Regions from separate parts of the Rattus norvegicus genome. Here region 2 is linked to region 1. Evidence: chromatin contacts called from public Hi-C data. All regions are on one chromosome and are shown on one strand. Each heading gives the region's core, a stretch centred on a gene start, on an enhancer-like site or on the middle of the called end of the contact. The rest is flanking DNA. Distances are from core to core; before and after follow the strand shown.

The links. A called contact is a pair of places that touch in the nucleus more often than the background predicts.
Region 2: a Hi-C map of prefrontal cortex shows a contact between it and region 1, with 2.2 times the contacts expected there. The contact joins two enhancer-like sites. A contact is called at or near these places in 3 of 12 Hi-C or Micro-C datasets (Schwann cells, mammary epithelial cells and prefrontal cortex).

The regions. Positions count from the first base shown.
Region 1 is chr5:138,805,842-138,810,553 of GRCr8, reverse strand. It overlaps a transcript of Hivep3 not described here. Among named protein-coding and RNA genes, the nearest start is that of RGD1563049, 55 kb to the right of the region's middle. Within about 2 kb of position 2,068, at least 40 of the 93 cell types and tissues checked have an H3K27ac peak or open chromatin away from gene starts, as enhancers often do. A contact at or near this core is called in prefrontal cortex, where this site is marked.
Region 2 is chr5:138,901,910-138,906,224 of GRCr8, reverse strand. It overlaps a transcript of Hivep3 not described here. Among named protein-coding and RNA genes, the nearest start is that of Hivep3, 39 kb to the left of the region's middle. Within about 2 kb of position 2,259, at least 18 of the 93 cell types and tissues checked have an H3K27ac peak or open chromatin away from gene starts, as enhancers often do. A contact at or near this core is called in prefrontal cortex, where this site is marked.

The DNA.
Region 1 (4,712 bases), core at 819-3,318:
CAAATTAGGATTGAAACCAGTCTCTCAAACCCCTGAAGCAGGATCCTGTAGAAGCTCTGGGAGGGTCTCCAAGCCCACACAGTAGAAGAGAGGAATGAGAGAGAAGTGAGGAGGGCCAGGAGGTGCACCTGCCCCAGACGGAGGCCTGACTCTCCCTGGGGCCCCATGGGTAATCAGGTCAGCCCATGGACATGCAGTTAGGACTTGTGTTGAGTAGGGTTGAGCACTGAGAGGCCAGACAAGGATGGCAGAGGGAACTGACTTCTGAGACAAGTCTGTGGTTCTCTTCCTGGAGGCCACCAGGATAAACATGGGAAAAGGAAGGGTCCTGGCTGTCTACAGCCACACACGTGGGAATTGAGATCAGGGACAGCAAAGCCAGACAGTTTCAATGACCAGTCTTGCTCTCCTGTGCCCCGTGCCTTTGCCTCTCCCATGAGGACTGTCTGTAAGGCCTCTGAAAGAGAAAGGCTATGAATTAGGTGGGGCATGTCATTCCATACCAGAGACTCAAGGAGAAAGAGGGAGTGACCTGGGCACTGGGTTTATCATGCTCTTTGTTGAGGGTCTCTTCCCAGTCCTGTCAAGTCAGAGCTTGGATTGGACTATGCTGTGCTAGACTCTGGCAGGGAAATGCTGGCAGATGATCCCACCTGTGCAAGGCACCTGGGAAGCCGCGTTCACAGACATGCGCACACGGAACAGCAGCTATGAGGGGTGGAGGGCAGGAGGATTGGGTTAGAGTTTCAGAGTCTGGAAAGATAAAAAGTTCTGAAGATGGTGGTGATGGTTGCATGACGGAGAGAGAGAGAGGGAGAGAGAGAGAGAGAGAGAGAGAGACAGAGAGAGGGAGAGAGAGAGACAGAGAGAGAGACAGAGAGAGAGACAGAGAGAGAGACAGAGAGACAGAGACAGAATCAATGTGAATGCATGTACATGAGCGTGAGCATGCATGCATATGTGTATGTGTGAATGTATGTGTGAGAGTGTGAATGCCTGTGTGTGAATGTGTATGTGTGGGTATGTGAGTGTGAATGTGTGTGCATGTGTGAATATGAGTGTATGAATGTGTATAGATCACATGTCTGTGTGAGTACATACATATGTGAGCCTGTGCGAATGTATAAGTATATATGTGTGTAAGTGTACATGTGAGTGTGTGAATGCATGTAAGTGTGCATGTGTGTCTGTGGTATATTTGTAGGTGGTACATGCATGTGAGTGTATGGGTGGGTGTACCTGTGCACACATACAGAAAGAAGCTGCAGCAGGATGTCAGGCATCTCTATGAGCCTCTGCCTTTCTGCTTTGAGACAGGGCCTCTCTCTCCCTGAACTGGAAGCTTGCTGTTTCAATTATGCTGGCAGGCTAGCAAGCTTTCAGGATCTGCATGTCTCCGCCTCCAGGAGGCTGGGTTACCACAGCATGCACAGCCATGCTCAGCCTTTGGAACTCTGGGGAACTGAACTCAGAGCCTCCCACTTGGCAGACCAAGCACTCTACCTGCTGAACCATCCCTCTAGCCCACATGTGAATGTTTTTTAATGTCATTGAGTTAGCTCAAAATGGCTTATGTAATCATTGCTACTTATGTTTTGTCACAATTTAGGCAGCACAAGCTCAGAAGGGAGTTGAAGGCTGTTGAATGAATGAGTGAGTGAGTGAGTGAGGAGTTAAGTAGGTGGACTCCAGAGCTTGGAGCCTGCTGGGAGATTTTGGAATTGTGAAGCCAGGTCACAAACCACAGCCTGGAGGGTGGGTGGCTCCAGGCTTCTGCTCAGTCCCCTCACTCTGACAGGTCTGCAGAGTAATCCAGTGATGGTTTCCAAGCCTGACCTCCCCCGCCCCCATCCAAACTGCATCTGGGGTTTGCGCTGACTCTGACTCAGGAGCTCCCCAAGGCCCTGACTAATTTTCTTGGGAGGTCAGTATGGGACAGAGCCACTGCTGGGAGGAAAACATCAAGTTCTGCAGCAGAGAACCATGGCTGGATCTTGGCTGGGCATGGTGTGCCAGGAAGGGCAGCTAAAGGCCTGAGGAGAAGTCTGGCAGAAAAGGCTGTTCCACTCATCCTGAGAGTGAGCCACACGCTTCGGAAGTATCACGTTAAGGAGATGAATCACACACTGACTCAAGAGAGGGGGCGGCCGAGTTGTAAATCAGAGCAATGGCTTTTACTTGTCAGAAAGGTACAATAAATAACATCTCCTTGTGCCACTTAACAAAAGAGAGTGGGAGGGAGAAAGGCAGGCCAAGCTCGCAGGAGGGCTGTGGAGTTATGAAGGCAGGGGCAGCCTCGGGGCTTTTTCAGGATACTCCAGTTACTACACACACACACACACACACACACACACACACACACACACACACACACACACACACACACACCATGTTTTTTCTTCCAAGTGTCCAGAGCCCTGGGCTGTAAGAAAATGCCAGAGCTATCCAGTACTGGTCACTAGGTGAGTCCTGTTTTATGAGCACAGTATTCTCTTGCTGGCAACATCATGAATGGGGGGTTTCTTCTTCAGAATGGAAGGGGCTTGCCCAAAGCCCATAGAGGGCAAAATTCTCTTGGGAAGAAAGGTGAATTCAAAATTGGTGTAAGTCATTGTCTTACCTGTGGGCTGCCAGGGCAAGTGGCTAGATGCCCCGGGTGACAGAAATGAGTTCTTCTAAATGACGTGTGTTGGGGGCTGGGGGCTATGGCCACAGTCTATTCTTGGATTTAGAATCAGACTCCTTGGGGTTTCTAGGACTTCAAAGTAGAAGGCTGCCTTGCATTGCTGGGAACAGGCAGAGAAAGATGGGGATTCTGGGTCAGGCAGGGGCACCCAGCACGTGACCCACTCAGGCCTTGTTGCTCTGGGCAACTAGAACACTGAGAGGCAGCTCTGCTGCCAGAATAGTGTCTTTGGGGGAAGCCAAAGACCTGCTTCTCCTGCTAGTGACGCCCTGTGAGAGAGCCATTAGTTACCCATGGCTATGAAAATGTAGCTGGCTACATGTCCTTCTAAAGTACACAGTGGTTTTCAAGTGTTTAATAGGGAACGAACAGTGTGAGCTTGGGTGAGTTTTCATATTGACCACGTAGAGAAGCAACACACACTTTAGGTATATTCCATTAAGGAAAATGTAGTATTAAAATTAGGTTCAAACAGTTCCTTCTACTCTTTTTAATGTGACTACCAGAGCATTTAAAAGTATACATGCAGTTTGCATCTGTGACTCATGTTATATCTCCACTGGGCAATCCAAGTGTGAGAGCTGGCACCCTACAGAGAAAGCAACCACTCCTGACCCACAGTTCTGACATCTAGGCTAGTGGAAAGCTCACACACATACTCTGGGCATTTGCCCAGATTCGATGGAAACTTTCCAAACTGTAAGGGTCCAGGAGAGAATATAACAGCATGGATAGGTGTAATCCCACCTCTGGCTGGGGCACTTGACTGACAAGTGTGTGGCCTGGAGTCAGGCCTCTCACATTTCCATGTCTCCTCCACACCACTGTGTATGCAGAAAATGTTTTTTAGTATCCACCATCTCAGCACAGACAGGCTCATAAATAGAGGGGCAAGTGTATTTATTTGTATTTGGGGTGTGTGTGTGTGTGTGTGTGTGTGTGTGTGTGTATCTGTCTCTGTGTGTATTTTTCTGTGTGTATATACATCTGTGTGTGTTTCTGTATGAGAGTGTGTATGTGTCTGGATGAGTGTCTGTGCCTGTGTGTGTTTCTGTATGTGTATGTATGTCTCTGTGTTTGTCTGTCTGTCTGCATGCCCTCCCCCTCTGTGTGTGTGTGTGTGTGTGTGTGTGTGTGTGTGTGTGTACAAGTGCCTAAACCTGTGAATCCAAGTGCAGAGGCCAGAGGTCAATGTCAAGTGTCTTTCTCAATTACTGTCTCTCACTGAATCTAAAACCTGCCATCTCAGCTAGACAGGCTGGCTGGCCAGCAAGCCCTTGATCTGCCTGTCCTCAGACACAGAAAGGACTGAATTTACTTGGGCACTGGGAATTCAAACAGCAAGACATTGAACCATCCCCTCGGCCCCTAAGAGGGCGCAGGCTGATACTCTCTGGAGGTATTTGAATAAACTCCATCAAAACTCTACAGCCTAAATAAAACCATACTAAACAGCTGTCTCAGCAGAGACACATGGAAGAAACACAAATCAAGCCCTCCAAAGATTTGAACAACATTGTGATTTATTGACAGCAATCCTCCAAGAAGGCTACAGAGCTCTGTAGACAATATTCACATCCTCGGTTGGCCCGGCTCTCACGGTCTCTGCTCCTTCCCAAACCCACTCTTTCCTTCCTGCACATCCTACCCTTGGCACCTGGAGCATCCCTCCTTCCGCACCCCTTCTGGTTTGTAGAGAGCCAAGCTCTGCCTGAAAAGGGACTGTTTGATAAGGGTATGGTCACATCAAGGACCACAGTGCGGCAGCCCCATGGGACTGGCAGCACTTTCTTTCCTGGTCCAAGTGTGAATGTTGATAGTGTGTATAGTGTGCAAAAAATGCCTACTGTGCTCTCTTCTCCTGGGTGCTTACCACCTGCAGGCTGTTCCCTAGAGAGATGGCTCCTGCTAGCCTACCTCGTAGTTCCACTGTATGCTAGAACTCTGGCTTCCTGTTCAACTCTACTGTGCTTCAGGTGCGCTGAGCCTTTTGCTGCCTCAGTGAGGTCAAGTCCCCAAAGCTGTG
Region 2 (4,315 bases), core at 1,010-3,509, 95 kb before region 1:
ATAAGAGGGAGTCAGAGAACATGGGGAGGGAGCACACATGCATATCATATCCTCTCTCTCATGAAAAACTGTATCTAGTCATGTGTACACATGTACATATACATAGAAACATGGAAACAGATGGGGCTATTTCTGAGGAGGAAAGAGACCTGTGGAGAAGGCAGGAGGGCCATCGCAGAGAATGGGGCAAATGTGCTCTAAGTGTCATGGGGTTTATGTATAAATGCAGTCTAGTTGTAGACTAAATGTTTTACATTAAAGTAGCAATGAGGACAGAGAAGGGTAGTTGAGGATTAACTTTGTGCCAGGTTAGCTGGCATTAGAGTTTGATGGCCAAGTATTATTCTGGGTGTGTCTGGAAGGAACATGCCCTGGATGAAATTAATGCATGACTCAGTAGACTGAGTCAAGCACATGCTCCCCCTAAAGTAGATGCGTATCACCCAGCCAACTAGGGCATACCTAGGACACGGAAGCTAAGGAAGAGGGGATGGGACCCTCCTGCTGGCCAACAGAGCTAGCAGCTGATCTTCCAAGGCTTTGGGCTCAGAAGGAAATATTGGTTCTTCTCTTGGCTTTCAGATTGAAATTGACCCCAACAGATCTTGGGAACTTGTTGGCCTCCATAACCACAAGAACCAACTTCTTACAATAAACACACACACACACACACACACGCACATGCACATGCATGTGAGCAAACCCGTGGGCACACACACACACACATATCTCTAAAGATCCCTGCTCATGCAGAGGCTGAAGCCTCAATTCTTCCAGATATTAGGATCTTACAGAATCTCATGAGTCTGTAAATGAGGACTCCCCCTCCCCCTTCAGAAGTAGCCCTATTCACCTGGTAGTGCCTCTCTGGCAAAGAGACACACATAAGCAAGCATTCAGTATGGTGCTAAGGGAACCAAAACACACCTCAAACCTACTCGGGCAACCCTTCGTCCCCGCACATCATCAGGGACCATAATGAGAATTTAGCCTGGGCTTGGATGCTGCTGTTTCGCCTAAATACATGTATTCTATAACAATGTGCAATCGAGAGAGGTAAACATCTGAGGAACCAGGAACAAACCCCTGCCTGGCCTTATATGGCTTGTATTCCGCAGAAGTGCAGGTAGACATGAAGAGACGGAATGAACACACTCCAGACAGCATGGCAGCAGAGCGGTGTGCTGCAGCAGAAGCAGTGACCAGGAGGGCAGGGGTTGGGGATGGGTCACACACGTAGGAAAGGTTAGCGTAACCCCCTGGGACAGCTGACGCTAAGTCACGTGGTATAGGGAAGGCCCCCATGAACAGTGGGAACTGCTGATGCAGGATCCTGGAGCTCAGTATGTGGACCGCTGTGAGAACTGCAGGTTTGGGAGAAATAAGTGAAATTCCTAAACCAGGTTTCCCTTCTGCCTGTTTGTGTTTGTTTGTTTTGTTTTGTGGGGGCGGGGGGTTGTTTCTGTTGTTGTTTTCTTGCTTTCGTGTTCTGAAACGGAGTGTCGCATGTGGAGTATTGTACCTCCCGGGCTAACTAAGCACGGTCTTGAACTCTCGATCCCTCTGTCTTCCCTTCCCTGGTGTGCGTGGGTTTGCTGACATGCACCACATGCCCAGTTTCCCACTGGTGTCCAGAACCACAGCCCATCTAGGGCAGGCTGTGAGAGCTGAAGGGGACATGAGAGCTGACTCCGGATAAAGTTCTTGGGGTACAAGCATGAGGACCTGAGTTCAGATCTGTGGACAGACATAAAATCAGGGCGGAAGTGGGACGCTGCAGCTTCAGGGCTCCAGTGCTGAGATGGGAGAGTCCCAGAAAAGAGAGCCTTTCTCAAGCAAGATGGAAGGCAAACACTGAAACCCCTCTGGCTTCTCCCCCCATACTCCAAACACACACACACACACACACACACACACACACACACACACACACACACACACACACACACACACACACATATACACACACAGGCTCTCCCTGGCAAGATAGTATGAGACTATTTGTTTAAACTCGTAAGGAAGCTTTCATAGTCAAAAGTCAGAGAGGAGCCCCCTTGAGGCCTGAGGCAGCTCCCCCCTAGGAAGGGAATCTGAGTCCACAGGTCAAGGCCAGTAAAGCACCACAGGGAGTCTGCAGACTGCAAGCTCTGCTGGCTGTCACTGTTGCTGCTCAGCCTCACCAGGGCGCAGGGGCTCCACGTCTCCTCTGCTACATACTGACAGCTGCGAGGAGCAGATCCGCTCCGAAGCCTCCACGAAGCCGCAGTCAGCGGCCCTAATTTTAGATTGAGCATCTGCTCTTCCGTCCCAGAGGCCGCTCTGTCTGGGATTTGCTCCTTCTGGAACTGGCAGAGAAACAAATCCCATTCTGTGGATACAGACACGGGTGGTATCCAGATCAGAGCTTGCCCACAGGCCCCTGCAGCAGGGAATCCCAGCAGCTATGCCACACCTGGACATCCCAAGACTCTTTTTCTCTTATCTCACACCCTTGGCCAGAGTTTGTGGGCACTATCTTCAAATTCCACCCTGACTTCTCAGAAAGCTGTCACATGGGACCTGCCTTAAACACACCAGGGTTCCCTGGACAGCAGCGACTTCTCTCTGAATCCCACTGCCAGCTCCCAGCACAGTCCTGAAGCATCCTTCCCGGACATTCAGTCTGGGACATAACGACAGTTTAGAAAGACTGGCTGTGGAGGTAGAGGGGAAGGCCAATGTCTACCGATCCCAAGAAACTTCTCAGAGGAAGGGAACTGTCAGGTAGGTGGTGTCCATCAGAGGAGAGAGATGCCGGGAAAACAGGAAGAAGCTTAAGGGTACTGTATGTTAGAGGCTGGTCACAAGGGAGCAGGGACAAGAGAGAGGGAGACTGGGGGTAAGACACCTTTAGATCGAGCAACAACTCTAGGTTGAAGAGTGAACTTTGCCTAAAGTCGGGGACCCTAAGGGGAATCTCAGTCTATGTTTTGAAAATTTTGTTTCCCATTTGAACGGCCACCTTCCTGTCTTCATCTCCTTGGTACATTGGGGGCCGGGTACATTGGGTGGGGGCTCCCAAGTGAAAGTGGGTGCTTGGAAGCTCATTCCAAGCTCTGACCCTCTCCTGAGCTCCAGTGTTTTGTATCTTACCAGTGTCTTGTGCCTCTGGTGCTGGGGCCACTGTTTTGGGCCTCTTGGTCCCCAGAGCCTGAAGTAACAATGCCACCTGTTGCTCCAGGCCCAGACTGACTACAGTGTGATGTTTGCTGTCTTAGGATTCTTGAAGAATGACCCAGAGCCCAACAGGCTTCCACCTGCCCCAGCACTGCCCTAGAGGCACACATGTGGGGAAAGCCCCATTGGTTCCCCTACCCTACCCTGGTTAAGTACCTTGTTTATGTCCCTCAAACCTTTATGGGCAGAAGATCTGGAGAGCTAGGAAGTGGACAAGAGCCTGTAGGATCCTTTCTGTCTATCTATCCTTCTCCTACCTAGCTCCCCAACTCTCTGCCCTGAAGACGAAGCCCAAGCATCTAGGGCCCAGACCAGACTGGCCAAGGCATCATCCTGGCCTTGGGTAAGGAAACAGAAGCCAGGAAGAGGAGCCCCACCCTAAGGATCCTGATTTTCTCCCCTTGAGATGGAATGAGTTAAAAGCTTATGTAAAGAGATTTGCAAATAGATCTTACAAAACAACATTTGGATGATTTAAGTGTTAAGGAATCAGAACCATATGGATTAAATGTTATGTATGGTTTTAAAAATTAGAAGGAAATGTACTGGGAACACACATACATATAAAATATGTAAGGACGGACCACATTTTTAGCTTTGTGGACATGGAGTTATTTGAAAAATACAAGGCAACACTCATCTGGCTTCTCCCAGGCTGGCCCTCCCGGGACCCTCCCCAGACTTGTCTGCTCCTCACTCAGTGGGGCTGAGTTCCCTTCCTGGAGCCAACCTGAGAAAGAGGCTTCTGAGAACGCTAGAAAGATCTGTAACCACAGGACAGTTGGAGACAAACAGCTGGCTGAGGAGCAGCTGGGAGATCCCCGAGACCAGATGGGTGGTCTCAGATGTAAGGGGACAGTGAAAGAATGTGTTTCCCAGGAGGCCTTTGGGTTCTTCCCAGAGAGGATGGGAGCTGCCTGCCAGGAGCTTTCCAAGGCCAGCATTTCCCTTTCACCTGTGTCTCCTTCTTGGCTCACTTCTGACTCTGGGAGGACTCATAGTCATCTGTACCATTCAGGAGGGAGGGCATACATGAGGGAGGGTATCCAGGAGGGAGGGCATACAGGAGGGAGGACATACATGAGGGAGAGTGAAGGTT